Regions from separate parts of the Mus musculus genome. Here region 2 is linked to region 1. The links are chromatin contacts, called in public HiChIP or PLAC-seq maps. All regions are on one chromosome and are shown on one strand. The core of a region is the stretch at or near the end of the contact, and the rest is flanking DNA. Distances in the headings are between cores, read along the strand shown.

Region 1 (2,788 bases), core at 276-2,775:
TACACACACACACACACATATACATATATATAAAACCATTCTCTTAAAATGGATAAAACAGAGCTGTGGTGTAGCACAGTATTTGAGCACTTGTCTTGCTTGCATGCAATCCTGGGTTTGAGCCCCAATCATGTAACAATGAAATCATAAAACAGAAAAACTACAATCTTCTACATTCCTAATTCAAACTCCCCAAGCCTCAACTGAGTGCTCAAAATAGGTAAAGCTCCCCAAGCCAAGGAAGAGCATGCATTCCACCCGAACTTGGGTTGTCAACCCAAAGTGCTACTAAACATTATTTGAATTAACCATTTCTCAGCAGGTCTTTCCATACTTCATAATGACGAGTGTGAATAGTACAGTCGTCAATTTTACAAACGGGTAAACTGAGGCACTGACTCTGCAAAGGGAAATTCGTACTAAGGAATCCTGGCAAGCCTGGTCTCCTGTATTCTAGCCATCAGAACTCCGTGCCTATGAAGGATGGGGACAGAAGGGGGAAAAAAAAAACCCGCAGCAACTTTAGGATATCCTGGGTAAGAACAAACGGGGTAGGAGTGAGGTTCTGCACCTCCCCGGAAGAAGGCGAGGCTAAAAAGCCCCCCAAACTCTCAACTCCAAGGTGTGTCGGCCCAAAGGAAGAAATCCAATCGCAGCATCTCAGCTCGCCTCCACCCAAGGAGGGAGGCTCTGCAGTGATTTCCAAACACTCCACCCTCACCAGAAGACTCCTCTCCACCGCCGGCCCCGAGAAGCCGTCCGTTCCAGAGGCTTCTCCTTTGTGAGGCTCCACGGCCGCCGCCCCACACTGGGCCTCAGGGGAAAAGCCACCGCCCCCACCCGCCATATTTCCCCGAAAGGCGCCTAGCGCTACAGCTCCTCGATGCCGCCCTCTCCCGAGCGACCGGTACCGTTCCTCACATCGCCCCACCCAAGTGTCCTCCTCCACACCCCGCCGCGGTTCCCGAGGGCTCCCGTGGGGATCGCACGCCGGGAGCCGGCACCCGCCATCTCCTCCCCCCTCCCCCGCCCGGGGACTCGCCCTCCCCCTCCAGCCGCCATTTTACAACCAACTCCTCCACCCTCCGCCCCGGCCTGCTGGCGGGCGAGCGCCTGCAAGCTAAGGACACCGGAGGGGTCAAATCCCTAGGCCCGGGGACTCCCACCGCGCCGGGAGCCCGCAGGCCTCGGCCTGCTTCCCGACCCACGTCCCAAGCCGGGCTCCGAGACGGCTCCGCCATTTTGTCTCCGGTTCCCGGCCTCTGTGGGCGGCGGCGGAGGGTCCGAGACTTCCAGCCCCCCGACACCCCCCCGACTCACCGTCGTATCGCTCGGCCTGCTCTGCCAGCTTCGCCTGGTACACCAGATCCTCCCGATCATCCATTGCGGCAGCGGCTCCGGCAGGGTCTGCGCGACGGATGGAAGCGGATAGCGTCTCCGACTCTCTCAGCTTCTCGCTCCGCGTCCGAGCAGGAAAAATGGCGGCGCCTCAATCCGGGACTTCCGCCTGCGCACGCGGACAACTGCTCAGCTCTATGGCAACCGCTCCCTGGCAACTGGCGCGGGGGGGGGGGGGGGCGGATCCCGGAGTTCGGCGCCAGAAAAGGCTGGAACCAGCGCGACAGACGCCCCTCCTCCGTCGGCACAGCGGGCGGCCCTGTGGCGAGGCGGGAACTGCGACTGCGACGGAGAACGGCCCCTGGAGCGGCTGGAGGCGAGGTCGGCCTAGACTGCGGGAGGGGAGTTAGCCAGAAGCCCGTGCGGGGCGACCGCGGGCTGGCCTGTGGGGGACAGAGCGACAGGCTTGATGGGTTCTTGCTACGGCAGGCCTTCCTCGTTGAAGATCAACCGGCCCTGTGCATTCTAGCACATTTTTCTCATCCAATTTAAAGAATTGACAAGGACAAGAAGGGAAAGCTCGAGTTTTCACGCATCATCATCTCCCTTGCTTCCATACTTTAAGCATTTTCTTCTCCCCTCCAGCCATATTTTATCTCTTTGGCCTATCGTAGATAGGACTTTTGTTTAAAATCTCTGGTTTTGCTTCAAGCATAGGTGAGTGTGTTTAATTCCAACACTAGTGAGGTAGAGGCGCAAGGATCGAGTTTGGATCAAGTCCCATCTACAAAGCAAATTCCAGGTCAGCCAGGGCTACATTGTGAAACCCCCATCTCAAAAAAAAAAAAAAGGAAAGAAAGAAAAAAGAAAAAGTGGTCAATCTCAGCTAGTTAAGGGAAACCCTCACTCGAGGGAAAAAGGAGACATAGTGGCTTGCCTCACTTGGAGTGCAAGGTGCACCTGAGGTGTGTAAGGGCAAATTGACATTGATGAGTTAGAAATAAATAATCCTCCATGGGGATTGCTTCACTTGCAATGGCCACGCCTAGTCTGCTTCCTTATGGATTTTCAACATCTTATACTCAATATCAGCTTGCTGCTGAGCCATGCAGAAAAAGGGCCTCAAAATGAGTGTGAAATCAAAAGGTTGGGATCAAGGCCTGAGGTCACACGCCCAGAGGTTTGCATCTTAGTCTGTGAACGGACAGGAATTGTTTTGTCCAAACGCTGGAGACTGACCCCCACAGCTTCCACCGTGTGTTTTGCCACTGAGTTATAGTCCTATCTGGGCAAGCTGTTTTGATGATTCTGAGTGGAAGGTGACATCGTCATAATTGTACTTAAGAAAAGTATTCCGTACTTACTGAAGCGGTGGTTCACGCCTGTAATTCCAGCACTGTGGAAGCAGAGACAAGGATTGCCACAAGTTCCAGGCCATCCTGGACTAAAA
Region 2 (2,700 bases), core at 173-2,672, 270 kb before region 1:
TCTGGAGGCTCTGGGAATGAACTTTGGGAGAGGCAGGGACTCTGGGTTCCTGGACAGTGCTGATGTCTGTGTATGCAAGTGAAGGACTTGGTGAGCAAGACTGGAGGACATGTTGTGGGTGTGATTTGAGCTGTTTGAGGGCATCTATGCACATGCCTAGAACACCTGTGTGGGTCTAGTGTTTGGAGTGTATCTACGCATATGAGTATCTAGAAGATCTGTGTGTGTGTGGTGAGAGGGTGTAGCTATGCATGTGAGTGCCTGTGTAGGTGTTCAGTCTGTGTTGGCGTCAACACATGTAAGTGTCTAACCAAATTCACACATGTGTAGACTGCATGTATATGCATGATGGAGCAAACTGTACGTTAGGTCTGTCAGAGAGTGTCATATTGCTATAAAAAGGCAGTATAAAGAGTGTTGGTGTTGAGGTGGGGGTTGGTGTGAGTTTCTGCCATATATAGCTGTCTCTTGGCGGAGTCCACGCAGGGAAGATTCTGCACACATTTACATGGAGTTGGTTCCTACACAGCATCTGGAAGCATGTGCCCTTTAAAGGGTAAAGGAGTTAGGAGGGCACCAGAGGGGAGCCTGAAGTCTGTTCCCCTGTGGGAGCGAATATCAGCTGGTATCTGTCCAAATGGGTTAGTCTCTTTGTGACTCCAAACTTTGAAATGTCTGTGAGTAAGGGTATATTTTGGCTGAGGGGCTAGGAAGTTGAGAGGAGGTGGGTAGAAGAAGCTCACTCTCTGAGGGGCTGGAAGGTCTTGGGGTGGGTGTCTGCATGGCCTCTGTGTGGGACCCCACACAGAGATATTAGATGTTGAGGTTCTTAGGGGAGGGTGTGGTCTCTTTGGATACACTGGGAAACTTAGTTGGTAGATATCCGTGTTAATTAAAGGCTCTCTGTGCTGGTGAGAACATGGTCTTTATGGGTAGATCTGGGCATCTCTGGGCTGCCCTAAAATGTCCTGTCAGGTTTCTAAGCCTGAGGTGGCTTCCAGGTAGAAGGGTATGGGAGGAATCTCAGGTCCAAGAGCCGAAGCAACCTCCCTAGCTGTTCCTCTTACCGTCGCCCTTGCCCGATCCTTTAGTCTTTTTCTTCTTCTTTTTCTTCTTCACCTTCCGTTTGGCCAGCTCGGAGGCGGTGCCCACGATGGGAGGCAGCTTGGACCCCGGGGAGCCCTCAGCTCCGCCTTCCCGCGCCTCCTCCTCCTCCTCTTCCTCGCCCTCCTCACCATACTCCGCCGCACCGGTCCCACCACGGCCGGCCATCCGCCCGCGGGTCCCCGACCTGCGTGCCCGGAAACAGCAGAGGACCCGCACCTGGCGGGCTCCAGGCGCTCACTGCTTGCTCAGACCACGCGTCTCCATGGCGACCGCTCCACGCCACGCGCACAACTAGGAAGTTGCCGCAAGGGGCACCATAAGGCTCTAGATGTACGCATGCGTGTTTTGATCTGTTTGAGTCCAGGTGAGTTGAAGCGCACAGGACAAGGCAGGAGATAAAGATTATTAATGCTTAGCTGACAGTGACAAATCCCATCCACTAATGCGTGATCAAAATATTTACCATTTTTATTTTTTGAGACAAGGTCTCATGTAGTTCGAACTGGCTGGTCTTGAATTCCTCATCCATTTGTACACTCTCCCAAGGGCTGGGATTACAGGCATGAGCTATTGATGTCTGGCTGTCTCCACACCCTGCACCTCGCGCCCCATCACCCACTCACCACTTAAGTTGCCTAGGATGGTCTGGAGCTCATTGTAACCCAGGCAGACCTTGAACTCACGATTTTCCTGCTTCAGCCTCCCCAGTAACTAGGATTATATGTATGAGCCGCCAGGCCTGACTCCACACGAAAATTGTTTTCTTAAAATTTTTTAAAAAAAATATTTATTAATATTTATTTTGTATATGTTTCTCTTGATTGTATATATGTGCACCCCCTGTTGATCTAACTGTATGCCTTTGTGTTGCAATCTACTTGAGCCCTGGTGTGGGCCAGGATGCACAGGTCAAGGCTAAGTAGAAGTTGTGGGTCCTTGGGCCGGCACTGACCTATCTTTTCCACACCTGTGCTGGCTCGGAAGTGAGAAGAGCACCAGATCCTTTGGATCGTGAGTTACGGATGGCTGTGAGCTGTGGTGTGAGGAACCCAAACTGGGTCCTCTGCAAGAGCAGCAAGTGCCTTGAGCTGCTGAGTCACCTCTGAGCACTCTACCTCTACCCCCATGACAGTTCATCAAGACCGTGCTCATGAGCTGGGGATACAGCTCAGTGGCAGGGCACTTAGCATGTAGGAGACTAAAATGTGTCACTCAGCCAGCACCACAGATTTAAAAAGACCAAACCTAAGCCGGGCGTGGTGGCGCATGCCTTTGATCCCAGCACTTGGGAGGCAGAGGCCAGGTGGATTTCTAAGTTCGAGGACAGCCTGGTCTACAAAGTGAGTTCCAGGACAGCCAGGGCTATATACAGAGAAACCCTATCTCGAAAAACCAAAAAAAGAAAGAAAGACTAAACCTGTGTGATCTGTTGCTTGCTTTTTTTTTCCCCCCTTCAGGTTTATGCACCACCGGTCATATTTTCCAAATATGGCTGCAAAGAGACAGGAGTGTAGTTTAGGTGGCAGAGTGCTTGCCTAATATATATAGATCGAGCACTGGGTTTGAACCCAGCACCCCATGAACTGGGCATGG

What was found. HiChIP or PLAC-seq counts read pairs in DNA pulled down with a chosen protein or histone mark.
Region 2: an H3K27ac HiChIP or PLAC-seq map of microglia shows a contact between it and region 1, with 7 times the contacts expected there. The contact joins the promoter of 1700016K19Rik here to the promoter of Ywhae in region 1. A contact is called at or near these places in 4 of 39 promoter capture datasets (hippocampal neurons, liver, pre-B cells and 1 more), 1 of 484 Hi-C or Micro-C datasets (bone marrow-derived macrophages), 7 of 115 datasets of contacts at active chromatin or transcription factors (bone marrow-derived macrophages, embryonic forebrain, embryonic stem cells and 3 more) and 2 of 9 other capture datasets (adipose tissue and liver).

The regions. Positions count from the first base shown.
Region 1 is chr11:75,731,624-75,734,411 of GRCm38.p6, reverse strand. Ywhae (tyrosine 3-monooxygenase/tryptophan 5-monooxygenase activation protein, epsilon polypeptide) reads right to left here and starts at 1,525. Exons shown (of 6, transcript NM_009536.4): 1 at 1,321-1,525. The coding sequence starts at 1,384.
Region 2 is chr11:75,998,634-76,001,333 of GRCm38.p6, reverse strand. 1700016K19Rik (RIKEN cDNA 1700016K19 gene) reads right to left here and starts at 1,422. Exons shown (of 2, transcript NM_198637.2): 1 at 1,068-1,422. The coding sequence starts at 1,272.